Regions from separate parts of the Mus musculus genome. Here all the other regions are linked to region 1. Evidence: chromatin contacts called from public HiChIP or PLAC-seq and promoter capture Hi-C data. All regions are on one chromosome and are shown on one strand. The core of a region is the stretch at or near the end of the contact, and the rest is flanking DNA. Distances in the headings are between cores, read along the strand shown.

Region 1 (3,666 bases), core at 456-2,955:
TTGATCCCTAAACATGTCCTCACTGTCCTGCCTGTGTGTCTTTTGCTGGTCAGTTTCTGTTTTCTCTTTCTATCTGACCGAATGATCCCTTCTTTGGCAGCTTCCTCCAGATCCCAACCTTGTGTGTGGCTTCTCTGACTGCTTGTTCCTACCCCTCTCCGTCAGGACTTAAGTTGGTGGCTAGGCTTTAGCTTAGACTCTAGAGTCTTAGAGTTGGCTGGGGAGATGTCTCAGTGGGTAAACTTGCCTGAGTTTGATTCTTGGGACCAACATGGTGGAAGGAGAGCACTCCCACAAACTGTCTCTGACCTCCACATGTGCACTGTAATGCGCACATAAATGTGTGTGTTCCCGAGCTCATACGTGCATGCATGAGCAAGTGTGTGGACACACATAAATAAATGTAATTAAGTTTTGAAAGTAAATCTTGCCTCTCAATAAATGAAAAGTGAGGGGGAAAGAACTGATATCAGCTCTGGGCCTCCATCTCTGCATGCCCATCTTCATATACCCACAGCACCACACACACACACACACACACACACACACACACACACATACACACACACGTTGGGATAGCTGAGAGGTCAAGTGGTACGTCCCACATGAACAGATGGCGAAACTGAGGCCTAGGAGGAGGATTTGAGGAGCCTGAATTTGCACAGCAAGTTAGAAGTAGGGGACTGGTATAAAAAGGGACTCAGCCTATGACAAGGTACAAAGTGTCCCTTTCCTGCTGTCTGGCCACTGGCCTGATATAGATAATTGTGAAGGAAGGGAGTAGAGAGGCCCCACCTCCTTAGTATAGAACTTTAGGCCCCAGGACTTTTCCTAGAAAGAGTAAACTTGGAGGTGAGTACGGAAGGTAAGCTAAGAGGGCATCCCGTCTGTTAGCACTATCCTCTCCCAGCCTCACACGGAGCCTCTCTTCCTCTTCCCTGTGGACCCCCCACTTTAATTACTAGGTAGGTGGTCAGTGGTTTGCTTACTCCGTGACCAAGCATTTAATCTTCCTAGATGAAGAGCACAGGCTGACTGACACTGCCTGTTTGTCTTACCTCGTCCCCTGCCAGGGACACACCTGCTCCTTCCTTAGTCTGGCTTAGAATCAGCCAGAAGATGGTCCCAGTTTGAACTCAGAATCTAGCCTAGCACGCCCTGCGGGACAAGATCTAAGTTTGAGATTCTCAGAGAAAGAGGGAGCGACAGACGCAGCGCTGTCCAGCCAGACCCGCCCCTACCTCCCGCGAGCTCCTAAGAACCTCCCCTTAGCTTCAGCTGTTAGGGCCAAACAGGTCCTAGGACCCAGAGGAGCCAGCCTGACATTTCCGCTCCTGAAGACACGCCCCCCACCACCGCCAGCTACCGCCACCCCCACCCCGGACTTCGGACACTGAGAGCCTCGGACCCTGGGCTGAGGACTGTGGCCAGCCTGCTTTTGGGCCGGAGTCGCTTCCAGAAGGTGCCACGCGAGGACCAAGAAGAACTAAAAGTGGAAGCAAGACTGGGCCCTGGGGGGCGCGGAGACGCGGCGCTCACTCACCCGCTCCGCCTGAGTGGACAGCTCCGGGTCTCTGTCCCTGCGGCCACACCGCAACGCGCCGGTCGTCCTCCGGCCTGTGATCCCGCCGTGCGGGTCTCAGCGTCTACCCACCAGTCTGATCTGGGCCGCGGCCGCCGTCCCGCCGCCAGTGCTCGAGGAGACGCCAGCTCCGCCCCAGGCTCAGCCACGCCGCGGCCACGGGGCGGGGAGGGGCGGGGAAAGGGACTCCCCCGTCCCAGGATACTTACTCTTCTCTTTAGCCTTTCCGGGAAGTGGGAAGTCCGATCGGGCTCGCTGTCTCCCCGAGGGCAAAGGACTAACTGAGGAGCCGCCCCAAAGGACCGCCTGGATCTTCCCTAAGGAGATAGCCTCAGATTCATAGGCTGTAGAATGGGAACAAGTTTAGCTTCCGCCTGAAGCAGAAAGAAAAACCGCTGTGGTTTGAATGGTTTCCTAGCCCTCCTGCAGTTATCTGAGCTTCACTTGTCTTTGAATTCAATAAAAGTTCCTAGCAGCCAATGTGTTCAGCTTCAGTCCACTGCCATACAGAGCAACTCAAAACCCACCACTGGAGGCTGCTGCTGGTGGATGGCGCATGTCTTTAATTTCAACACTAGCGAGGTAGAGGCAGGCAAATCTTTGAGTTCCAGGCTGCTAGCCAGCCAGGCTAGCCAGGGCTAGGTGGTAAGATGGTCTCTCTCTCTCTTAAAAACAAAACAAAACAAAACAAAACAAAACAAAACAAAACAAAACACCAAAACCAAAACCAAACCAAACCAAACCAAAACAACCAAACACTTAAATGAATAGCACACGTATGGGAGCCGTGGACTGGGTCAGTCCAGACAGAAACATTCCCAAAGAATGTTCAAAGAAGACCTCGCCTTCCTTGCACCTGGTTCTGGTTCTGTAGACTCTCACACCATCCAAAGTTACCCATTTCCTATCTTCCTTTGTCTCTGTTGTTCTTTAGAATGGCTTCTCTCCCAGCCTGTTCCATCTGGCTCCAAACCTTTGCATACTTGATCTACACTACCCACTCTTCTACCTAGATTCCTCCCCTGGAAACAGGCTGCTATCCCACATCAGTGCTCAATGCATACCATGGCTTGGCCCCAGGAACCTGTCTGCAGGATCTGCCTAGGGTGAGGAGGTTGAAGACAGAGTTCTACTAGGTGAGTGCTATGGTTAACCTTCATTGTTAGCTTCACTAGCTTCGGAACTACCAAGGAGTCGCCTCTCTGGGAGTGTGTATTCCCAAGGGGTTGTTTAACTGAGGAGGACTGGCTCTCCTTGAATGTGTCTCCTGCCATCCTGAACTAAACTAACAGAAAGGTGGGTGAGGGTGGGGGAGCCAATAGAGCACAGGTGTCCATCCACCTCCATTTCTTCACCACTGTTCCAGACTCTTGCTGTCACAGCTTAGAGCCTGTCTTGACATACTTTCCCTACCATGGTGGACTGCACTCTCAAACTGTGAGCCAAAACAAAAAGCTTTTCCTTAGTATTTTGTTACAGCATAAAAAGTAAGTACCACAGAAGGCCAAGGCAGGCAGCTGGGCTGCCGAAGACATCCCGGAGGACATGAAAGCGAGAAGGAGTGACTGCGGAGACATTGGAGCCTGAGGCTTTATACTGAGACACAACTGCTCCATTGGATTCCCTGGCTCTGGGTCTGCTTTCTCAACCACATGAGAACACACTTAGATCCTTAAGAATTTTAGGTTAGGGGTTGGATAGATGGCTCAGCCGTTAAGAGCACTGACTGCTCTTCCAGAGGTCCTGAGTTCAATTCCCAGCAACCACATGGTGGCTCAAAACCATCTGACACCCTTTTCTGGTGTGTTTGGAAAGAGCAATGGTGTACTCATATACATAAAGTAAATAAATCCTCTTTAAAAAAGAATTTTAGGTTAGAACTGAGGACTCATCTTTGACTAGGGGCTTCTCTCTATCTTCCTCTCTTTCTCTCTTCCTTTCTTTTAAATTTATTTATGTATGAGTGCTCTGTTGCATGTACACATACATGCAAGCCAGAAGAGGGCATCAGATCCCTTTATAGATGGTTGTGAGCCACCATGTGGGTACTGGGAATTGAACTCAGGACCTGTGGAAGAACAGTC
Region 2 (3,666 bases), core at 449-2,948, 980 kb before region 1:
ACCTTCTTCTAGCCTCATGGGCACCAGGGACCCTCCCTGTGCACATACATATATTCAAGAAAATACTCATATATATCAAATAAACACGGACACAGGGACCCTGTGCACATATACAGGAAAGCAGTCATATATATTAAACAAACAAAGTAAAAGTTAAAAAAAATCCCACAACTTTTGAGTGGAGATGTTGGTCAGTTAGTGACTGTCTAGGGAACATGAAGTCCTGGGTTCAATCCCGGATCCCACGTGGCTGCACAGTGGGGGCTCATGAGTTTTGATCATAGCATCCATATTGGACTGCTCATAAACCAGCTGTGATATCAGCCCTAGGCTACGGCCAGGGGGATTAGAGGGCTGTGAGATCTGTGTTGGAGGGTGGGATCCGACTGCACTCACACACACGGACCCACGCAGAAATCATACACGGAATTAAAAATAGTAACAAACCTTTTTTGTTTTTGTTTTTTGGAGACGGGTTTCTCTGTGTAGTTCTGGCTGTCCTGGAACTCACTTTGTAGACCAGGCTGGCCTCGAACTCAGAAACCCACCTAATCCGCCTGCCTCTGCCTCCCAAAGTGCTGGGGCTAAAGGCGTGCGCCACCATCGCCCACTACAAATCTTTTTTAAAAAGTCAAACTAGCCGGGCGTGGTGGCGCACGCCTTTAATCCCAGCACTCAGGAGGCAGAGGCAGGTGGATTTCTGAGTTTGAGGCCAGCCTGGTCTACAAAGTGAGTTCCAGGACAGCCAGGACTATACAGAGAAACCCTGTCTCGAAAAACCAAAAAAAAAAAAAAAAAAAAAAGTCAAACTAGAGTGGTTGTGCACACCTATAACCCAGCACTCCAGGTGTGGAGATTGCTTTTTGTTTTGTTTTATAGAGACGAGAGTTTCTCTGTGCAGCCCTGGAGCTCACTCAGTACACCAGGCTGGCCTTGAACTCAGAGATCCGCCTGCCTCTGCCTCCTGAAGGATGAGATTATTGTCAGGCACCATCCCACCCAGCCTGAATTTTTAAAGATAAGTTTGAAGCCTTTTATCTTTTAAGATAAGGAGAAATCTAGGTCGGTGGAGCTAGAGAACACTTCCTAGGATGGGACTGAATTCCGACATTGTTACCACCTACAGGTCAAATTAAGACCTACCAAAACCTTAACTCAAGTGCACATTAATACTTGGGTGAATTATCTTTAAAACGTTCCTGGTCATTTTACCACTTATCTACCTGTGTCCTGTAGAACGCTTCCCTCTCACTTCCTTATCTTTCTGGACTTGTGTCCATGCTCAGGACCCCTTTACTCGGCCGTGCACCCCTCTCTCCCGAACTCCTAGGCTTGCTTTAGCTCAGCGCAGGAGGCATTCTTTCCCCAACCCAGCGCCGAGAAGCCTGCGCTGCCCATGCCAACCCTGAGTTTGTGTAAGTGAAACGATCGGCTGTAATTTTAAGATTCCACGTTCCCGCCACCACAAATGAAAGCACAGATTACCTCCTGCGCAGTCTCCGACCGGCCGCTCCCAAGAAACCCCGAAGGGGGCGTGGCTTCGGTCAGTAGGACCGTCCAGCCAATAGACACTCAGCGCGCGCAAGGCCCACGCTCCGCACCCCGCCCGACCACTCGGAACGGAAGTTGACCCTACGGGACCCAGACGCCGAGACCCCGCCCCATCCTAGATCCGTGTCGCTTCTGGAGACGAAGCGGAAGTCTCTGCGTACCTCCAGAAGGCTGGCGAGGGGCGTCATGGCCGCGGACAGTGACGATGATGTGCCTCCAGTTCCAACGCCCTCTGACGGTGAGCGGCTCCCCAGGGATGGCCACAGAAGCCTAAGGGGTCCTGGGGAGGGAAAAGCCTCGGCCCGGTAGCTCGGAGACAGGCCTGTAGTTCTTCTTGCCTCAGCTATCTTAGACTACAACTCCCAGTGTGCAGCGCGTGCAACTGCAAAACCCGAACTGTTGTAGAGTGGAGCAGTGAGGTGGGATGGGTGGTGTGTTTTGGACGGAGCCGGTGGTTGTCAGTCGGTAATACCAGAGTGCGTAGTCGTCCACAGTAAGTGGAGCTTGGGTTTAACTTTGGAGCACTCCGGTAGCTGTTGAGGCATCATGTATATGTGGCTTTATGGGATCGGTTTGTGTTTGAGATAGGAGCATGCTCTGTAGGCTAGCCTTGAACTCGTGGTCCTTCAGCCTAATGCTCCCTAGTCCTGGGATTACAGGCTGGAGGATAAAGAATCCTCAAAGGTTATCTAGTCCACTTTTCTCCTGATCATGATGCAAAAAAGAAATGATTTCCCAGTCCCACATAAAGGCACTAAAAGACACAGATGCCCTTTTTCCAAATTTAGGGCACTGCCCATTTCAGAGCTTGTGTTTAGAGCTGGTAGATGTAAAATCTTTAAGTGAAAGCTTGTCAGTGGGCACCCCTTTGCCCACATCTAGCTTGGTGTTTGCTCCACAGGGACCTTGTGAAACCATCTAAATCCATCAACGCCCTTATCCCCAGGTGGTGTCAACAAAAACACACAACCTGCAGAGGAGTTTGTGGTTCGGGTTCCTGTGGTAGACGTGCAGAGTGACAACTTCAAGGAGATATGGCCATCACTCTTGCTAGCCTTAAAGACAGCTAGCTTTGTGGCTGTGGACACGGTGAGGAGTGGGAGGAAGGGAGGGCAGGTGGCTGTGAAGTGTTTGGTGATGGGTGTGGAAAATAACCACACTTCCTTTACCCACCCATAGGAGCTGAGTGGGCTCGGGGATAGGAAGAGTTTGCTGAACCAGTAAGTATAAGCCTTGCCTGTGATCCCAGCTCTAACAAATATGTAGGTCTCAACCCAGAAGCTAGGGACTGCCAGCCCTGGTAGTTTGGGTTCTTTGTGAAACTAACTCATGCCCAAACCCAACTCTAAGGTGCATTGAGGAACGTTACAAGGCCGTGTGTCATGCTGCCAGGACCCGTTCTGTCCTGTCCCTGGGCCTCGCCTGCTTCAGGCAGCAACCAGATAAGGTAGGAATTACCTTCATCCCAGGTCTGAGGGAGGCATGGGGCCTGAGAGTTGAGATCTTAATGGTGGAAATTTTTCCTCCCAGTTTTTGGTAAAGTAGATCCTCATGTTTTTCAGGGTGAAAATTCTTACTTGGCTCAAGTGTTCAATCTCACCCTGCTATGCATAGAGGAGTACGTTATAGAACCGAAGTCTGTGCAGTTCCTGGTACAGCATGGCTTCAACTTCAACCGGCAGTACGCCCAGGGTATCCCCTACCATAAGGGCAATGACAAGGTAGCTCTCCAGCTTCCTCTGGCCTTGAGTTCGAGTCCCGTGTGGTTTATTTCTTGCTTGCATAGGCCTGGGGGGTGGGGGGTGGGGGACATGTGTGTGACAAGGCTCGAGAAACAAGACCTTTGTGGAAGGGGCAGGGCGGGGTTAGATAATGAGGCGGTGCTTCCCCAGTGGGAAACCTGGTTAAGTGTGCTGACTGGGTGCTGACTGGGCATCGTTGTCCTTCCCCTTCCACCTAGGGAGATGAGAGCCAGAGCCAGTCGGTACGGACGCTGTTCCTTGAACTGATTCGGGCCCGACGGCCCCTGGTGCTACATAATGGCCTTATAGACTTGGTGTTCCTGTACCAGAATTTCTACGCGCACCTGCCTGAGAACTTGGGGACCTTCACTGC
Region 3 (3,666 bases), core at 843-3,342, 900 kb after region 1:
CAGTGGCCTGGTATAGGGACTCATTCAAAGAAGGGATGGTACTTACTGAGACTGGGAAGGTTGGTAACCGAGCAGGCTGAGGCTGGGGAGGGAGCTTTGAGACGTTGTGAGGTGATGCCCAATGGGCATCTCCATCAGTTGACCGGGAGGTCAGGAGAGAGACCGGGAAGTAACTTTGGCAGCTGAAGTGGGGCAAACTGGAGGAATTCTACTGTAATTCATTTATGAAGTCTTATCTCTCCTTTGTGTGCATGTTATACAAATGGTGTGTAGGGGTATGCATGCATTTGGAAGTGCCCATGTGTGGAGGTCAGAGGACAATCTTGAGTGTCAGTCCTCACCTTTGAGACAGGGTCTCTTGTTCACAGCTGCCTACAGTAGGACAACTCCCCACAAGTTTCTGGGGATTCCCTTGTCTCTGCCTCCTGTCTTGTCACCCGGGTACCGGGACTACTGATACACTGCTGAGTCCAATTTCATGTTGGTTCTGAAGTTCTGACTTCACACTTGCATGTCAAGAACTTAACTCATTAAAAAAAAAAAGAACTTGACTCATCAAGCCATCTTCCCCATTTATCAAGCCATCAAGCCCCTTTTATTTATTTTTGATATGGAGTACCACTACATAGCCTAGCCTAGCCTAACCTAGCCTAGCCTAGCCTATAAGTGGCCTCAGTCTCTCCAGTGCAGGGACCACACATGCATGCCACTATGCTGGACTAAAGCTTCCATTGTAAGGAAAGGCATTAGAAGAGCAGTGATGGGTAGTGCTCTGACCACAGGGTTTCATTTCTGCTCTGCCACTATTAGTGTACCTTGTGGGAGTCGAGGTATACTACTTTACCTCTCAGAGCACCTGTTCCCTCAGCCAAGAAACGGGGATAGTACTACCGCCCAGTGGAGCTTAAATGCCAGTGAAATACTATAAGTATTTACCAAATACAAAATGCTAAACAGTGGTAGCTGTGATTTGTTATCAGCTGTGTACAGGAGGGGAGTCTTTGAGCCCCATGCTTGAATTTGGATTTTGCATCCTTGGCTACAGGCCACCTGAATCTAGCTTTGGGCATCTGCACTAGACTAGCAAATTAGAGGGCAGGTCCGAGCCCTCTCCTCTCGAGGTAAGGGATAAGATATGCTTCATCAGAGATGGAGTCTGATGGGTGCCCAAATTTTCTCAAGGGCTGGCTGTACTCACAAGACCTTGGCAGTAAGTGCCTCTGGGACTTGTCACAGTAAGACCTTCTCTTGTCTCTGTGCTCCTTGCTCTGCCTCTACTTCCCTTGATCTTGTCAGTCTGCCTGCTTTAAGAACAAGGCTTCTCCGCCTTTGGCTCTCTCTGTGTGCTGGTGGGGCATTTTAACAAAAACTCTCCCCTCTCTCTACCCACTGATAATGCTACATCAGAAAGCAGTTCGCTCAGCCCTGCCTTCAGTGGAAGCATGTGGGGGGGGGTATGCGCCTTTTGGGGGGGAGAGGTGGAGTTATGTATGTTTGAAACAAGTTTCCCTGGAGTCAGGGATGGATAAGGATGAAGGGGGTGCAGCAGGGAAAGGAGTTAGGGCTTCTAAACATTTTCCCCTGCAACAAAGGCAGCCTGGTTCTGCGCTGTCTTGCTGTCTTCCATCATCTTCACTCTGGTTCTCTGCTGTCCAAAGGAGCCTGATGCCTCCCTGACCAGCTACATAGGATGCCTGAGGCTAGCAAAGACTGCTGGAGCGGGAACTAGAAGCATGGGGAAGGCTAAGGGGGATCTGACCTCTACAAGGCACAAAATGGGGAGAGGGCAGTAGAGTGTGCTGAATGGGTGTGTTTGTAATTGGGGTTGACCCAAAGGGGCGGGGGTAATGGGAGCAGTACTACCAAATACCACGGGATGGGGATGGGGCCCAGAGACTGACTCAGGGATGAGGGAGGGTCTGAAAAAAATTGACCCAGAGGGACTAGACCAAGGGAGGGGGAGAAACAGAGGTGGGCTGCCAGCCCGGGAAGGGGGCTGGGAAAGCAAATTAGAGGGCAGGTCAGGGCCCTCTCCTCGGGAGGTGGGAGTGTGTGTGTCCATATAAGGCGAACCTGCGACCCCCGCTCTCCGGGGCGCGAGCAGGGACTCCGCATCCCTAGGACCCCCACCCCCACCCCCCGCACATGGATGCGCAAGTCGCTTTCTCGGGCTTCCCGGCCTTGCCCTCGCTCACGCCGTCCGGGCCGCAGCTGCCGACGCTGGCGGGAGCCGAACCGGGGCGCGAACCGGAGGAAGTGGTGGGCGGTGGGGACGCCGAGCCCACGGCCGTGCCTGGCCCGGGGAAGCGACGGCGGCGGCCACTACAGCGTGGGAAGCCGCCCTACTCATACATCGCGCTCATTGCCATGGCCCTGGCGCACGCTCCCGGCCGCCGTCTAACGCTGGCAGCCATCTACCGCTTCATCACCGAGCGCTTCGCCTTCTACCGCGACAGCCCGCGCAAGTGGCAGAACAGCATCCGCCACAACCTCACCCTCAACGACTGTTTCGTCAAGGTGCCGCGCGAGCCGGGCAATCCGGGCAAGGGCAACTACTGGACGCTCGATCCCGCGGCCGCTGACATGTTCGACAACGGTAGCTTCCTGCGGCGCCGCAAGCGCTTCAAGCGCGCTGAGCTGCCCGCACCGCCGCCGCCGCCGCCGCCCTTCCCCTATGCGCCCTTCCCGCCCCCGCCAGCACCCGCGTCCGCTCCGCCCGCGCGCCTCTTCCGCCTGGACAGCCTGTTGGGCTTGCAGCCTGAGCCGCCGGGACCCGTGGCGCCCGAGCCGCCTTGCTGCGCCGCGCCCGACGCCGCCTTCCCGCCCTGTGCCGCCGCAGCCTCGCCGCCGCTCTACTCGCCAGCGTCCGAGCGCCTGGGGTTACCCGCGCCGCTGCCCGCCCAGCCTCTCCTGGCCTTGGCGGGATCGGCCGGCGCGCTCGGGCCGCTCGGAGCCGGGGAAGCCTACCTGAGACAGCCGGGCTTCGCGCCGGGGCTGGAGCGCTACCTGTGAGTCGCTTTCCGCTGCGGGAGCGCCTGGTGGAGCCTTCTGCCCCGGCCTGCGCTGGAGCAGTGCGAGCTTGTCCGTGGTACCCGTACCCGCCCGCCCGCAGCGTGGCGCAATTCGCTGGGTCCCCGAGCCTTGCTTGGGGCTAAGCCTTCCCTGCCCTCCTCCATCCCTGGGGAGACCCTGGCTGTCTCACCACCAGACTGAAGCGCCCTCTCCAATTTGAGGTCTTTCCTCCCTTTACTTGTGCTCCCCACATAAGCACCCTTGCACTGCCAAATCCGGTGCTTTGGAACTCCAGCCCCAGCCCCAAATGTCCCTGTGAGTTCCAGTCTGTGGAAACTTTTCGTTCCAAGGCACCTCCTCCATCTCTGATGTTTTGCCAACACATCAGAGGTCAGACTCCTGGGTTCATTACTTCTACCCCATCTTCCTCCATTTACCGATAAGTTTGGCAAATTTGTTCCCTGCCCTAGGTTTACAGTCTGTGCTTGTTTTCTTACCGAGCCTGTCTCCGACAAAGACTCACCTGAGGGCTCTGCTCTGAACAGTTCTTCAGATTTTCTAGGTTACTCGGCACCAGGATCTCCTGACTGAATGGGGAATTAATGGGAGTCTGTGGCTGCTCCACCCCATGGAAAGCACAGAACTTATCTGTTT
Region 4 (3,666 bases), core at 437-2,936, 770 kb before region 1:
AAAGATACCAGTGGTGATGGAGGCAGCCTGTGAAACAAAATCACGTTCGAGTATTTAGCTGAAGTCCCTAGTTTGTTGTAGGGCTGCTCTTGGGCCCAGTGTACAGATCAGACCTAGTAAGGTGCAGCCTTTATGACCTATACCTACTAACCTGGGCACAGGCTGCTTGCTTGCTAGGATAGCACAGTTGCCCATAGGTCCAGGAGCTGAAGGTTGTGGCAAGCAAAGGGCTGGAGGTAATGCTGTGGTCCCTCCTGTATCTTGTCCATTCCGGGCCAAGCTGGTCATTAGCTGTACCCATATCCAAGAAGTGTCAAGGCCCCGCAGGAAGTCATAGAAAATGACAAGGCCAGCCCTGAAGAATACAAATCTATGTACACAGAGCCCCTAATTCCTCCACCCGGCCAGTACTTTAAGCCTGGATGGCGGTTGGTGGGTCTCCATAAATGTCAGCATTCAAAAATGCTGTGAAGGAGGGAGCAGGCCTCACCCAGGATCATAGGGTGCTGGACCTAGAACATCTGATGCAGGTAGGAGGAAGTGGAGATCCAGACCCATTTTTCTTGTCATGGTTCCATTAAGTATCTATTGTGGACAAAAGAGTTCAGTCCTACAGAACTGCAATCTGCCCATGATCCCCAAACTGCATGTCAAGCCAGCCATCAACCCCGAATGCTGTCTTTCTCACAGTCTTTGAAGTGCCATGGAAGTTCTGGGCTTTTGTGGAACTTGTAAGTTGTGGTATTGGGGGTGCAACCAGTGGAGGGAGGAGGGAGTTATCACACCTACTCAGGTGTCCGGGGAGATCCCTGGATCCTAGAAACAACAACAAAGTGGCTTGAGCTGGAGGAAGCAGCAAACTGAGTAAGTCAGAGGGAGTACAGGCTCATAAACCAAAGATACAAAGATAGCTGTATTGACAGAAACACGTTACAGACATGGACTTCATCCTCCCGACTTGGTCCCTTCACCCCTTCAGAGTTGGGTTCCCTGGGATTGTCTAGGGAGAGGCTGTATTTTTCACTGACCCCAGGGCGACAGACTCAGGACTTTCTGCTTCTGCAATGCCAGGATTTCTGCCTCCAGGAGCCTGTTTTCGGCTTCCACCGTTAGAACCTCCTCAGAGGCGGCACTTAGTTTTTCTGAGATGAATTAAAGTGATCTGTCAAGCATTATGTAGTAATCCAACTTTAAGGGTTTCTGCACAAGCCTGGATTTGTCATCTGGCAATGGGTTTTCCTTCCTTGGGCTTACGTGCCTCCCATTCTAGTGGTGCTCTCCCTCAAGCCCTTTTCTCCTTCCAACTCTAGGACCATCAGTGTAGAAACCCTCTATGATAGACCCTTTCGTTCACCCTTGCGGTTTTGCGACCGCTGCAATTCCAGGGCTGACGCTTCCACTTGCAGCTGCAATATTTTGTCCAGAACTTCTGGGTCCCGGCCTCCACCGTGCACGTAGGCTTCACGTAGGATCCTAGCAAGAAGGCAGCAGAAAGCGATCTCCCAGACTGAACAGACTCCCGATCCTGTCCACCCAGGGCCGGGGTCCTCACCGGATCTCTGCAGCCAGCGTTTCCGGGTTGAACCGCAGGGGCAGGTAACAGAATTCCACTGCCCTATGGGTGTCCTGCAGTTTTCTGGCGCAAGCAGATGATGTCACTGACCCGAGCCCAAGGCCCCGCCCGCACTCCTACCAAAGCTGGGCCGGCAACTCACCGAGGCTGAAGCTGGAGCGCCTGGAAATGCGCACCTAGCGTTTGCAGTGCTCCCCGGGTCCGGTTGGCCTCTTCCTTGAGTTCTCTGAGCTCGCGCTCCAAGTCGAATGGGCGGGGTAATCCTCCCTTGGGTCCCGCCACGCTGTGGAGGCGCCGTTTTAATTCTGAGGGACAAATGGGCAGAGTCAGGGTGAGTCCGAGCACAGCGACAGGGCCGAGTCCTTACCTCTCACCTTCGCCGCGACGCTCCAGCGCCCGGCTCTGTGCTTCTGTTTCTGCCATGCGTCTGGCGCGGGTTCCCTGCAAGACTCGCAGCCTCTCCCCAGGGCTCCCTGCAGTCTGGGAAGTGAGACCCTCAGTCGCTCGGGGACCTATTTTCTGTAGGGACAGCAACTGCACCTGCAAATAACTCGGACCCGCTATTTCTGTACTGGGTGATTTCCAGCATGTAAATCTCTACACATGTAAAGTTGAAGTTTGTAGTCATGATTGGTGTGTACCTCCTCTGTCAGCCTCTTTAGAGCAGATGTGCTGGCTTCCTGATCACGGCTCTTTTCTTGTGCCATGATCTGGTGGCGGGGAGGCAAAAAACGTAAGAATAATGATTGATGGAAAACCTACCCCTGGCCACTGGCGGCCCTTACCTTGGTGCCTCGTTTGATCGCGACTGAAGGCTGTGATTTAAGTGTTACCTCCGGAGTCAGCCGGCCAATGCAGAATCGTTTGGTGTGTGTGGCCAACAGAGCCCAGGAGCGGAAAACCATATCACAGGATTCACAGGATAAAAGTCCTGATTCCCCTGAGTAATCGGCCATGGAATGGAATCTCTTATAGACACCAGCGTCCTACAGAGGATGTGACAAAAGAGAAAAGGCGGACTGGACAGAAAAGAGAGAAAAGGGACAAAGAATAGACCAAGTCTGCTAAATCGCCAGGTCCTTCAAATGTATGTTTATGTTTGGGGAGGTGCCCTAGCTCCCTGGGCAGCGAGTACAGGCTTAGGCAGGCCTGGGCAATGTGCCTGGCCACCTTTGGGTGGGGCCCAGGTGTGAAAATGTCAGTTTGTTCCACCAATTACAGTGAGTTTGGCCAAGTATTTAATTAACTGCGGCTTTGACTTCATTGCCTATTTAGCCTCTGATAGGCAACTGTCATCTGTACCACAGCTGTTCTCTAAAATGGACAGATTTCAAGCTAGAATTCTCCACTGTAGGGAACATTTCCGCACAAGGTAAACCTCATATTAGCAGTATGTCTTTGCATAAACCCATCTTTTACAGAATTAACACACCACACAATGGAATAGTCTTTCTAATTCCCATTCTGGGACAGGAATGATCTGAACCTTTCCAGTAATGAGAACTGGGAGACCCGTTGGGGAGAATACAATTTGTCAGATGGATACTACTTGTGAGTTAAACGAGCTCTTTCTGCTGGTCAAGTTATCGTCACCTTTACACAGATCTGTAAAAGCAACGTTCATCCTCATCTCCTAGGCGAATCTATGCCTAAAATGTTTTCAGGCTCTGAGACTATTGAATAAACTCACTCTAGCTCTTCCTCAAAGCTGGCTGACTCAACTCAGCTGTTCTGTCTCAAAGTCCTCTCTGAACTGGTTCAAACCGGCTTCTCTTAGCTTCTCATTGAAGTGCTCTACTTGGTGAAGCTGCCTCTAAACTACACTCAACTGAACTAACTCCAAGATGGATTTTCCCTGCACTGCTCTTTTTTTTTTTTTTTTTAAGATTTATTTATTATATGTAAGTACACGGTAGCTGTCTTCAGACACACCAGAAGAGGGCGTCACGGATGGTTGTGAGCCACCATGTGGTTGCTGGGACTTGAACACTGGACCTTTGGAAGAGCAGTCGGGTACTCTTACCCACTGAGCCATCTCACCAGCCCCCCTGCACTGCTCTTAAGTAGCATTTCTTTCCTGAGTTGGGCTTTGC
Region 5 (3,666 bases), core at 348-2,847, 750 kb after region 1:
ACCAACTGATCTGTATCCCCAGCATGGCCTGGTTCTGCAAGAGAACTAGCAAGTGGCCAGTAATCCAATGGGTGAAGATCTGAAGTTTTACTAATCAATAGCCAATGGCTACACATGATCCTTTGCATTTAAGTTCATTCAAATTAAACAAAGTGACAAGCTCACTGGTGTGTTAGTCATCCTTCAAACACTATATGTGTTTAATGGCTGTCATACTGGACAGGGAAGATCTAAAACTTTCCCATCAACTTTGGAAGTTCTAAGAACATCCCTGGCTCGAAGAGGCGGTAACCCAATGACCTAGTGCTGGGTTCCAGCCTAGCCTTGCTCCTTCCTCATGCTCCTTGTCTTTCTGGATTTCACTGTCCATTTTTGCAGCCTGACACACACTGTGCAAGCCAAACCAGCATTTGACATAGACCTTTAGATTGATGCTATCACGCACTCCCTGCACTGAATCATGCTCGTGTGGACTTGGGAGTGCACTGGACAGATGGAGCCCTACAGAATGACCCACCTGCCCACCCTTAGACTCCAGCAGCTCCGGGCAGAAAACAACCCAGCATCTAAAGCTAGGCCAGCAAGTCTCTCCAGAAGGTAGATCCTGAAGACGGTGTGGCCAAGGCATGTCTCTCCATAGGCAAGCAGTCCTACATGGGCCTAAAGACCCTTCATCCCTACTTGTCTCAGATAGAAGCTTGAGGTAGGGCTTAGGGGGATCAAGGAGCTGCAGGGGCTGGCCTACAGAGCAAAGGAGGGCTGGAGAGGGGAGAGTCAGAAGCCCCCCTCCTTCCCTGCTATCGGCACAGCAGTCCTCCCCCACTTCCTCTCTTCGAAGATCACATCCTGTTATTGTGTGGAGAGAAAGCCCAGGAGCTGGGGAGGGGCAGGCCTCAGAGCAAACCAGTGGGGAGAGCTTAAGTAGGAGCTGGAAGGCAAAGTGAGGTGGGGGAGCATTGCCTCACCCCAGGTAGCCTTGGCAAGAGTATGGGGCCCAGGAGGAAGCCAGCATTCCTGGACCAGCCCGCTCCACCACTGAAAACTAGGTAATGCTCAAGACAGAATGTGAAATCTCCCAGATACCTCCCAACCTTGCCCCTCAGGACAGTTCAGTTCAGCACAACTTGCTCAGGGACTTTACTGTCAGAGCTAGGCTGCCCACACCACACCACTAAGCTCCTCCCATAGCACTTGCCTCTAGGATTCCTTCCTATTCCCAGCTTCCACTCTGCTCTCCAGCCTCTGAAGTCAAAATGGGTGGTCAAGACTGGCTACCCCTCCTTTCCTGACATAAGACAGGCACACAAAAGTCCTGCTGTTGAGTGAGGGATTAATATTCCCTCACACTCATGTCCTTCCCTCGTCTCTTCTGTTAGGACAGTCCCATCCCTCCTGGTCCTGTTTCTTGGAAAAAGAATGCTTTCTTATAGATATTTCCGTAGCTCTTTCTATAGAATCATTTTTTAATGAAACACAGATACTTTGCATATATTATGCTGAAGTCCCATGACAGTCCTGGAAGATGACTGTTAACATCTCTGTTTAACAGATAAAGAAACCAAACCTCAGAATGATAGTGACTCACTCAAAGTCACAAGCCAGCACACCCAGTAGCAATACTTAAGCCCTTAAGCCCCAAGTGATTCTGACCAGGCCAAGCTCCTCCAGAGCCTGGCTGCTCTTTTCTTCTCACTTCCACCCAGGCCCCAGTTACTCCCTTCACCAACTGTTCCACACCAACTGTCCTTCCTCACTGTCCCCATGGTCATCCACAGAGCCAGTCCTCCAGCCAGCAAGCTCTTCACTACCACCACCTGTCCTGGGCCTAAATTTGTGTAGCCCTCTTGCCCATAAGGAAAGTAAAGCCATTTTCTCTATGAACTCTAGCTGTCTACTGGCCTCCTCTTCTATTTCCTGACCTTCCTATGTGGTCTGGATCTCTAACCTTGGGTGTCGCCCTGAATTCACACCTACTTCACCTTGCTCAAGCCCCTTCCAACTCAGGGCTTTGTGTCACCTCCCCTGGGTAACCCTTTACTTAGATTCATGACAATTAAGCTCTGTGAATAGGTAACAGGTTTACATGGGCAGGGGGGTGTGTCCGGGTAGGGGGTGCGAGGAAGCTAATGACACAGTGACAGCTTCTGAGGAACACACACTTATTTTATTAAAAAGGAAGCAGGTAGGGACCGGCGTGAGGAGGCCAGACAGCTGACTGGATCCATAGCCTCCATGCCTGGTCTTCACCACTCTATACCAGCCTTTCAGGTCCTTGCCAGATGCCAGGTCAGACGCCAGGCCCAGAGAGAAAATAGAGAGCCAGTGGGAGGAGAAGGGCTGTTCATGGCCAGTGGGGAAAGAACCGAGTGTCTGTACCCTAAGGTGCTGGTGCAGAGGGCTTAATCAGACTTGGTTTCAGCTCTGAGGGGTTTGTGTTTCAGTGAAGAAGCAACTAAATAAGCAAATGTTAGGGCAGGAAGGGCCAGCATACCTGGGGTCCCATGGGGATGCAAAGGAGGCACCCAGTCCCATGGAGTCAGGAAAACTTCCTGGACTTCAGGGACAATTCAACCAAATGAGAGTGGGCAAAGAGGAAGATGGGCTGTTATGTGAAAAATAAACCAAAATTCAACATCTGGGAGTCAAAAACCAATAAAACAGTCTAAAACAAAAAGGAAGAAAGCTAGTACGGTAGGCACAAAAGAGTGAGGCGTGGGGTGGGGATGCAGTCTGGTTGTAGAGTGCTTGCCTAATATGCACAAAGCTCTGGATTTAGCTCCTGTCACTGAATAAACCTGGTATTCTAGTGCACACCTGTAATCCCAGCACTCTGGAGACAGAGGCAGGAAGATCGGAAGTTCAAAGTCAGCCTCAGCAACTTAGTGGGTTTGAGGCCACATGAGACCCTGTTTCAGAAAAACAAATAAGCAAACACACACACACACACACACACACACACAAATGGAGTGGTAAGAAATAAAGGGGAACAGATCAGCAAAACACCTCAGGCCAGGCCTCAGGGCACTTTTCTTCCCTTGTGGAGTCAGGGATTCTGGGCTTCAGAGACAACATTTTCTTGGGACAGGGAGAATGGGCCTGCCTACACACCACTCTGAGATACAAGGCTTGAGAAGACATTTTCTCTCTGGGTCTCTGCCCCATCGATGAACTCCGGGAGTGATCAGAATCCTCGGGCTCTCTTTGTCACCATTACATGGAAAGCTTCATTTCTCCTGAGGAAAATCTTACAAGATGGGAAGTGACATCTCTGAGTCCTCAGGTCACTACCTCTATTCACTCCTCTCTGCAGCTCTTTCCAGTCACCAGCTGCCTCAAACCAGTTAACTCAGCCTTTCCGTGCATGGCCCCTCAGTTGTACTGAGCATACTGGCCACTTCCTCCACCCCAAACACTATTCTTCCTTCTCTGTCCTCTTTCTTTCTCTCCTATCATGATAGTTCCTCAGGTCTATAAGCCTAAATATCCATTTTTCTCCCCTCCCCAAGGCCAAATCCTACCATCCTTGTCCTAGGCCAAAGAGAGGCATATCTGAGGAGCTTCCCAGTAGCTGGATCAGATATTGACACTCAGGCTGAATCCTACCCTCTCCCTGTAGATGGATAGAAGCTAAGAGGACAAAACACAGCTGAGACTAGAGACAGGCCA
Region 6 (3,666 bases), core at 435-2,934, 730 kb before region 1:
CCCGCCTCCTTCACGCCCACTAGCACCGGCGCACGCGCAGGCGTGAGCTCCAGCTTTCGTGACCCCGCCCGGGCGCCCGCGGCTCGCTCTGGAAACGTTGGGCTGCTCCTGCAGCGGTTACTTCCCGCCCCGCCCCCGGCGCCCTTCGGCGCGACGCCGGTCGGTCCACTCTCCCTTCCGCAAAGCCTTCGCCTCTCCTTGTGCCGCTCTTGGGGCGAGGACCAGCCGAATTCAGCACGCCCCTTTAAAGCTCCCAGCCGGGTCCTCCGGCCTGGGAGCACGTGAATATGGGAGGATATATTTGTACCAGTTCTTCCCCCACCCATTCTTTCTTCACCTTCTCACACCTCGATTGTGAACCAGATGCTTCGCCAACTACTAGAATTGTCAAACAAGTAGCGGAAGAGTGTGTTTTCCGAGCCCTGTACACCTTTGCCCCTCCATTCACAGGCGCGCGCCGTGGAAACTACAGTCCTAGGCAAGCCATAGACACACACATACTCCCGCCCCTCCGGACTAGAGCATGCGCGGCGGTGTGGGCGCACTACCTGCCGGGAGTTGTAGTTCATGGGCATTGCAGGCGTCACGGAGCCGCCAGAATGGAGGGTTGAAATCTGCTCCAGCCCAGTCTTTGCTAATAAACCCCCAAAAGAGTCTATAAGCACTCTCTTGGCTATTGCACGACAGGAAGGGACCGTACAACCTTGCCAGAGAAGGTAATAAAACTGGCGGACAGCGTCTCACTAAAAACGAATGTTTCAGGAAGTTAGTTTTACTGCTTAGAATGGAGGAAGTAGTCAAAAAGGAGTCCCTACGTAAATGAACTCTCCTTTTTGTCTTCAGCTTTTTACACAAGGAGCCAAGAACGCTCGAAGTACTTGGTAGCTGTTCCTTTTGGTCGACAGATGGCAGGTTGGGGGTGGGAGAGGAGACTTAGAATAAATCACACAGAGGATAAATTCAACAATGTTACTTCCTGGATGACCTTCAAGCTCAATGCCCCTAACGCCACACTTTGATTCATAGAATTCTGAATGTTGGGCCCCAGTCTTCTGTATTCCTCAATGTAATTTCTAGGTAATAGAGAATAAGGTAAAAACAAAATCAACACCTCTTTCTCGCCCAGTGGTAGTAATAAAGGACTCAAATGCGGAGGAAGATGTGTCCAGTCGACTCAACAACGTTGTTTTGCAAGTTAAGCGTTCCAGGCAATCCTGCCTTTAAAAAAATAAAATAATTCCGTAGGCCAAATCAGCCAACTCCAAGTCTCCTCCTAGCTTCTTCCACTACTGTTACTGGGGGTTATTTCAGAAATTGTACTCTACTTCCTGAATATGTGTGTGTGTGTGTTAAACTGGTTAGAGATCCCATAACAGAGACTTGTAAGGTATCTGAAAGCTGACTTCAATTAGAATATTTTAGACTAGCCCTCAGCTCTGTGGTTAAAGGCACTTACTGCTCTTACAGAGAACCTCAGATCAGCTCCCAGCACCTATACTGTGGGGAATCCAAGCCTCTCGCCTGAGTGGGCACATGCATGAACATCCACATTAAAAATAATGTAAAATAACTGAGGGAGGGAAGCATTCAAAAACGGAAAGAGAAGAGTCGGAACTTGCTACCGTTAATTCCCATCCGGACCCATTTTCCTGCACTCAGGAAGTGGGGGGGCTGTGTGATTCCAGTTGCCGGAAGTGTTGTTTCGGTGTTTCTGGTTGAATTTGTTCAACTTTTGCGCCGTGTGATGGTGGCAAGTACGTTTCAGGGTTGTCAAGGGTACACTTTGGGAAGGAGGTGGTGGTGGGGTCACTAAGGATTGGTATTGGTATATAGATGTATAGTTACCCCACGCGTCTTAAGGACCTTTTGTGTCTAAATTCCGCTCGTGTCGCTAAAATGTCAGCTAGGAGCTTCCAGTTTGTGGTAGTTGCGTTGGCGAAATGAAAACATTTGGTCATTTTTTTTTTTCGTGGAATGAGCGAGTTGGCCACGGCTTTTAGTTTTTTAATCTCCACATCAGCTTCTGTCTCAGGGCTTCAGCCTGATTATAATCCTCCAAAATTAGAAAACACGTGCTCCACTGGTTACTGAATTCCAAAAGGTGGAGAATATATGGAAAACATTTAATTACATTGCTTGATTCACAACAAAGCGATATTTGTGGCTGCTCTCATTTATAGTGTAAAAATTCCACAGCCCCGAGTACACAATAACTAAAGAGAATATATGATTATTGGGAACAAAAGGTATAACTGTCAGTTTTAAAGATGAGGCACTGGTGCCTAAGAAGTGGTAGAGATGTTTGCTAAATCCAAATGTTCAGTTTCACATTGCTCTTTTTATTAAACCAAACAGCCAAAACTAAAATTATTCTTCAGAAAACAAAAACAGCACAAAACGTATTTCCTTAATATGTGACACTTTGGCAAATAAATACATAAATAAATCAAAATAAATTATGTTTCATCGAAGAGATTTTCTTGACTTTTTGTTGTTGTTGTTGTTGTTTTGGGTTTTTTTTGAGACAGGGTTTCTCTGTATAACCCTGGCTGTCCTGGAACTCACTCTGTAGACCAGGCTGGCCTTGAACTCAGAGATCCGCCTGCCTCTGCCTCCCAATGCTAAGTGCTGGGATTAAAGGCGTGCACTACCACTGCCCAGCAACGACTTCTTATAAATGTATAAAATGTATACAATTAAGCGATATCTTGTTTTATGTATAGGGCGTTGCTTCAAATTCAGCCATCCCCCTCAACTATAAAAATATATGAATCGGAATTGCATTTTCCCTGGACAAAACCCTGAGCAGAAACCAGAATGCTACACTTCATCCAGAAAGTTTCTGGAGCATCTTCAAAGGTTAGTTGAGCACTATTTGTCAATAACTGTTTGGCTATGGCAGATATAGAAATATGTATTCAAGTGAGGAAGGAAAACAATGGGCAAATTATAAATAAGTAAAATATTTACTATGTCAAATAATAACTGCTATGGAGTACTATACATCAGGGAAAGAGAATAGGGAATATCAAGAATAGAGAGAAGCCGGGCATGGTGGCACATGCCTTTAACCCCAGCATTCGGGAGGCAGGCGGATTTCTGAGTTCGAGGCCAGCCTGGTCTACAAAGTGAGTTCCAGGAGAGCCAGAGCTACACAGAGAAACCCTGTCTCGAAAAACCAATAAATAAGCTACAGAGAAACCCTGTCTCGAAAAACCAATAAATAAATAAATAAAATAAAAAAATAGAGAGGACCAGGGCTCTAGTTTGACCCCAGCACCCATGTTGGGTGGCTCACAACCACTGCTAATTCATCATTAAAGGACTTGAAGCTTCCACTGAGGGTACCCACACACATGAAAATAAGAATAAATCCTACCAGAAAATAATAGACAGGATTATATAACATAAATAGGAGGTTAGAAAAGAAGAATGGCCATGTAGGCAGCTGAAGGAAAAGCATTCTTACTGAAGACAAAAGGAGTAAAGACCAGCAGGAGCTCAGTCCCTGCATGCTTCTCGGGGCTCACCATGACTGGTAAGTAGTGCTCCTTTTAATTTCAAAGTGATATTTTTTAAAGAGCTTTTTTTTAAAAATGTGTATGGGTGTTTTGCCTACATGTATATCTGTGTTCCACCTGTATGTGATGTGTGTGGAAGCTAGGA
Region 7 (3,666 bases), core at 871-3,370, 640 kb before region 1:
CTAGAGGAATTTATTTAGAAAGGACCACAGAGTTAATCAGTTTGATTGATGGAGATCAATGTTGGAGAAGCAGCCTTATGAAACATCAGCAACAACCTCAGGATACTGTTTGTTTGTTTGTTTGTTTCCTACCTATACTGGGTTACACTGCTTTGCAGGGGTGAAATAGTAATTTATTTTTGTTTCATTTTGTTTTGAGCAGGACTAGTGTTTCTCTTGAATTCCCTTGACACACTCTGTTTATGTAGTTTTGGGATCAAACTCAGGACTGTGTGTATGCTGAGCAAACACTCTACCAACTGAACTACATTCCAAGCCCCAAAACAAAAACCACTTTAAAAAAAAAAAGATTCTAGCCCCCAGAAAAAAGGAATTTTAATCTTCTCCTATGTGGCCACTCCAGATTCAGCATGTGTTTCTGTTCTTCGTAAGCAAGAGTGTGCTGGCCCTATCATGTAGCAGAGATAACTATAAATAGTGGCAATAGTGGCAACAGCATGGGCTAATAGAAAAAAAGAGGCAGGCAGAGAATGGATTTTGGATGGTGGCCTTGCCTTAGAAAGTGTACACTTGACTGGGCGGTGGTGGTGCACACTTTTAATCCCAGCACTTGGGAGGCAGAGGCAGGTGGATTTCAGAGTTCAAGGCCAGCCTGGTCTACAGAGTGAGTTCCAGGACTACAGAGAGAAACCCTGTCACCAAAAACAAAAACAAAAACAAACAAAAAACAAAGAAAAAGAAGAAAGTGTATACTTCATCTTGAGCTTTATTTTACTAGTCTAAGCAAAGACAGTATTACAGAGATTTTTATGAGAGTCTTTGGGAAGATGGATCCTAAGAGAATAAGACTTGATGCAGGGGAACTAGTTGGGAGAATTTCCCACTTAAACAGGTGAGGGAAGGCGGAGCTGGGTAAGTTAGTACAAATGGGATGAAAGGAGAAGGCAGATTGGAAAGATATCGAGTTTACAGACCAACAGGCCTTGTTCATTATTAGATATGAGAGATGAGAAGAAGGAAGGAACCAAGGATGGCTTTCTGTTTCTACCGAGTCAACTGGATGCATGGGGAGGACCTGGGACAGGGAACGTAGAAGATAGCTTCATGGGTTGTCCCACACACTGCTTATGTGTGTGTGTTCTGGTACCTCACAGGCCTTCGTTTGAGTTCTCTTTGCACTATAACTCACCCCGTTCCCTCCACTGTACAATGAACACTGCAATGACCTCATTATGTGTATGTGAATTGAATGCAGTGTCTGAAATCAGTAGGCTCCATCGTATTAGTCATTATTACTGCTCAGAAAGGGTTCAGGGAGGAGGCTAAAGATACATGAATGAAACAGGCAGGAAAAGCTTCTGGGAATGAACTCTGGTTAGGTCAAAAGAGGAAAAACAGCGTTGTGGCAGACTAGCTGAAGCCAGAAGGAGGCCAGGCATGGCTGAGCTGTCTGCCACGTGTTGTTAAAGCAGATGAGTCATTGGAAGGGGCAGGTCAGGCTGCCCAGGCCGCAGCAGGCTGGACCGTGTCTACAGGATGACTTCATTGTCAGTGGGAAGCCCAGATCTTCCAAAGCCTTTTTAGTCTCGCACCCCTAAGGAATACATCACTTCTTTTACAGGACTTTACACACTGTCACACTGTGTGGAACTGTCAAAGGCAGTGTAAACAAGACAGAGCGACAAGAATGGGAACCCTCAACTAATGGGAGGGTTTATTGGGACATATTGATATGTCTGTGACTGGGCTCGTTTCCCTACATCTCAGTCTCCTTATTTCTAACATGAGGATGAGCTAACTAGTCTCTGAAGCGTAGGGGAGAACTAGGTGAGCATCTGCTGGTAAATAGAGTGTTGGTGTCCCCCCTCCCGTTGGAAGTCTTTTCCCAGTCTGGACAGCGTTCAGTCCGGCAGGCAGTGTGTACCAAAGGGATGAATGGAAGAATCAAAGGGCGTCCTGCAGCCGACGCGGGCGCGCCGGGAGCCCCGCCCCCTTCCGCTTCAGAGCGCGCGGCGCGGCCGCGGGCGGGTCTTCGCGACCGTTCGCCAGCGCGTGCACGGCTGGCCGCGCTCTGTGGGCGGCAGGCGGGCTTGCCGTGCACGCGCGCGAGGGGCGGGCCGGGCGGGCTGGCGGGCCGGCGGCTGGCGGCGGAGCCCGCGGCGGCGGCGGGTGGCCGGCCGAGCGTGTGCCGGGCGGCGGAGGGCGCGGCGGCGGCGGCTATGCTGCCTCCGTGAGGCGCGCCGGGAAGGTCTCGGCGCCTCAGCCCACAGGAAGCGCGGGGAAACCGCGGGCCGGGTGCGGGTGGCTTCAAGTGCCCGCCGGGCCATGTTGGCCGCGGACCGGGTTTGCCGCGGCAGCGCTGCGGCCCGGGGCCGAGCCAGGCCGGCGCAGTCGCGGTGCTAACGCCCGCGGGGCCCAGACGCGGAGATGAAGCGGAGCCGCTGCCGCGAGCGGCCGCAGCCGCCACCCGCCCGCCGGGAGGATGCGGCTCCGCGGACGGCCGAGTTGCCCCAGCCGCAGTCTTTGCCCCCGCGCCGGCGAGCGCCGCCCGGGAGGCAGCTACTGGAGGAGCGGAGCGGGCCTTTGGGGCACGACAGCAGGGAGCAGGTAAGGTGGGCTGGGGTCCGCCAGCGAGGGTGGGCGCCGTGGGGGAGGGGTCCTCGCGGGAGGATCGGGCTGCGGTGGTGAGGGTGGGGACTACTGAGTCGGTTAGGAGGAGTGGGAGGTCTGACGAGGCTGAGGAAAGGGGAGTGGAGAAATGAAGGTGGGGGCCTGGGGTTGCAGTTGGACGTGGGGTAGGGCGGGTCTGAGGAATGAATAAAATGGTCTTGGGGGGTAGCCTGGGGCTCTGGATGGAGAGAATGGGTGCTGGAATGTGGGCAGGGTGAATGAGCAGCAAAGAGTAGGTTTACTAAATGGAGTTATCTAGAGGCGTGAATAGTTTTAAGGGAGAAATGCCAGTTTGATAGTGTTGACTGGTCTTAGAGTTTATCCCCACAGTTATAAAAACGGGGCATTTGCAAGCATTCTCATTTGGTGGCCATTATACTTTTATAAGCAAGTATTCAGAATCGTTAACGTTCTCCTCAGTAACTATCTACCACTTTAAAACCACTATAAAAAGTGCCTGAATGTGTCCAGTCTCAAGGCCGGTGCTGTGGACAGAGAATCTGTAGATGAAGGCTCTGCTTTCTAGTTTACCCTTAATGGGAAAAGAGATAAAATGTAAAAGTACTCATGGGATTCTCGAATGTACAGGATGTGTAATTTAGTAGACAATAGTAGGTGTATTTATGAGTAGGGAATAAAGGTCGCCAATATTAGGATAAACTTGCTACTCACAGCTGAAGGAAGTTCAGTGAAACGATATTGACAGGGACTTTGTAAGATACGTAATCTCGTTGGATTTTTAGAAAGAATGTTCTGTAGTAATGAACTCCCCTGACAGCATTGCTTTTGTACAGCTTTGCTTCAGACCCCAGTTGAGACCCCATCTTTGAGGCTTTGAAGTTCCAGGTCTCCTATCTTGCTCCTCATATAAAGTAAATGTTCCTATGCATCATTGCTTTGAATTACACTCTGTTAGCCTATGGTTTTAAAATTTTCCGCTTTTTGTCTCCCCACTTGATTCTTTTGGTCTTTGTCATGGCTTCTAGACTGCTGACT

What was found. Promoter capture Hi-C pulls out the DNA fragments that hold promoters and counts their contacts. HiChIP or PLAC-seq counts read pairs in DNA pulled down with a chosen protein or histone mark.
Region 2: a promoter capture Hi-C map of liver shows a contact between it and region 1, with 2.8 times the contacts expected there. The contact joins the promoter of Toe1 here to the promoter of Mob3c in region 1. A contact is called at or near these places in 2 of 39 promoter capture datasets (erythroid cells and liver) and 1 of 9 other capture datasets (liver).
Region 3: an H3K27ac HiChIP or PLAC-seq map of embryonic stem cells shows a contact between it and region 1, with 5 times the contacts expected there. The contact joins the promoter of Foxe3 here to the promoter of Mob3c in region 1. A contact is called at or near these places in 2 of 39 promoter capture datasets (embryonic stem cells and stem cell-derived epiblast-like cells) and 3 of 115 datasets of contacts at active chromatin or transcription factors (bone marrow-derived macrophages and embryonic stem cells).
Region 4: a contact with region 1 is called in a promoter capture Hi-C map of erythroid cells, with 4 times the contacts expected there. The contact joins the promoter of C530005A16Rik here to the promoter of Mob3c in region 1. A contact is called at or near these places in 2 of 39 promoter capture datasets (erythroid cells and liver) and 1 of 9 other capture datasets (liver).
Region 5: a contact with region 1 is called in a promoter capture Hi-C map of the HPC-7 cell line. The contact joins the enhancer-like site here to the promoter of Mob3c in region 1. A contact is called at or near these places in 7 of 39 promoter capture datasets (the C10 cell line, the HPC-7 cell line, cranial neural crest and 4 more) and 4 of 115 datasets of contacts at active chromatin or transcription factors (bone marrow-derived macrophages, differentiating embryonic stem cells, embryonic stem cells and 1 more).
Region 6: a contact with region 1 is called in a promoter capture Hi-C map of liver, with 4 times the contacts expected there. The contact joins the promoter of Tmem69 here to the promoter of Mob3c in region 1. A contact is called at or near these places in 4 of 39 promoter capture datasets (embryonic stem cells, liver and pre-B cells), 1 of 484 Hi-C or Micro-C datasets (CD4 T cells) and 3 of 115 datasets of contacts at active chromatin or transcription factors (bone marrow-derived macrophages, memory CD8 T cells and pancreatic cancer cells).
Region 7: a promoter capture Hi-C map of liver shows a contact between it and region 1, with 3 times the contacts expected there. The contact joins the promoter of Mast2 here to the promoter of Mob3c in region 1. A contact is called at or near these places in 2 of 39 promoter capture datasets (both in liver) and 1 of 484 Hi-C or Micro-C datasets (embryonic stem cells).

The regions. Positions count from the first base shown.
Region 1 is chr4:115,826,119-115,829,784 of GRCm38.p6, reverse strand. Mob3c (MOB kinase activator 3C) reads right to left here and starts at 1,705. Exons shown (of 4, transcript NM_175308.5): 1 at 1,544-1,705.
Region 2 is chr4:116,805,591-116,809,256 of GRCm38.p6, reverse strand. Toe1 (target of EGR1, member 1 (nuclear)) reads left to right here and starts at 1,698. Exons shown (of 8, transcript NM_026654.2): 1 at 1,698-1,789; 2 at 2,498-2,640; 3 at 2,731-2,771; 4 at 2,902-2,998; 5 at 3,114-3,272; 6 at 3,512-3,666. The coding sequence starts at 1,738. Mutyh (mutY DNA glycosylase) reads right to left here and starts at 1,523. Exons shown (of 16, transcript NM_133250.2): 1 at 1,486-1,523.
Region 3 is chr4:114,924,493-114,928,158 of GRCm38.p6, reverse strand. Foxe3 (forkhead box E3) reads left to right here and starts at 2,092. Exons shown (of 1, transcript NM_015758.3): 1 at 2,092-3,666. The coding sequence starts at 2,146. The coding sequence ends at 3,012.
Region 4 is chr4:116,595,650-116,599,315 of GRCm38.p6, reverse strand. C530005A16Rik (RIKEN cDNA C530005A16 gene) reads left to right here and starts at 1,686. Exons shown (of 3, transcript NR_029450.1): 1 at 1,686-3,474. It overlaps Ccdc17 (coiled-coil domain containing 17), which reads right to left and starts at 2,586. Exons shown (of 13, transcript NM_001037916.3): 1 at 2,359-2,586; 2 at 2,215-2,283; 3 at 1,948-2,053; 4 at 1,716-1,878; 5 at 1,553-1,636; 6 at 1,355-1,473; 7 at 1,029-1,142; 8 at 689-816; 9 at 491-585; 10 at 152-355; 11 at 1-27. The coding sequence starts at 2,529.
Region 5 is chr4:115,072,897-115,076,562 of GRCm38.p6, reverse strand. No RefSeq gene overlaps it. Among named protein-coding and RNA genes, the nearest start is that of Pdzk1ip1, 14 kb to the left of the region's middle. Within about 2 kb of position 1,597, at least 99 of the 459 cell types and tissues checked have an H3K27ac peak or open chromatin away from gene starts, as enhancers often do. A contact at or near this core is called in the HPC-7 cell line, bone marrow-derived macrophages and differentiating embryonic stem cells, where this site is marked.
Region 6 is chr4:116,553,961-116,557,626 of GRCm38.p6, reverse strand. It overlaps Tmem69 (transmembrane protein 69), which reads left to right and starts at 1,684. Exons shown (of 3, transcript NM_177670.4): 1 at 1,684-1,754; 2 at 2,724-2,859. The coding sequence starts at 2,818. It also overlaps a transcript of Gpbp1l1 not described here.
Region 7 is chr4:116,462,677-116,466,342 of GRCm38.p6, reverse strand. It overlaps Mast2 (microtubule associated serine/threonine kinase 2), which reads left to right and starts at 2,120. Exons shown (of 30, transcript NM_001369061.1): 1 at 2,120-2,607. The coding sequence starts at 2,428.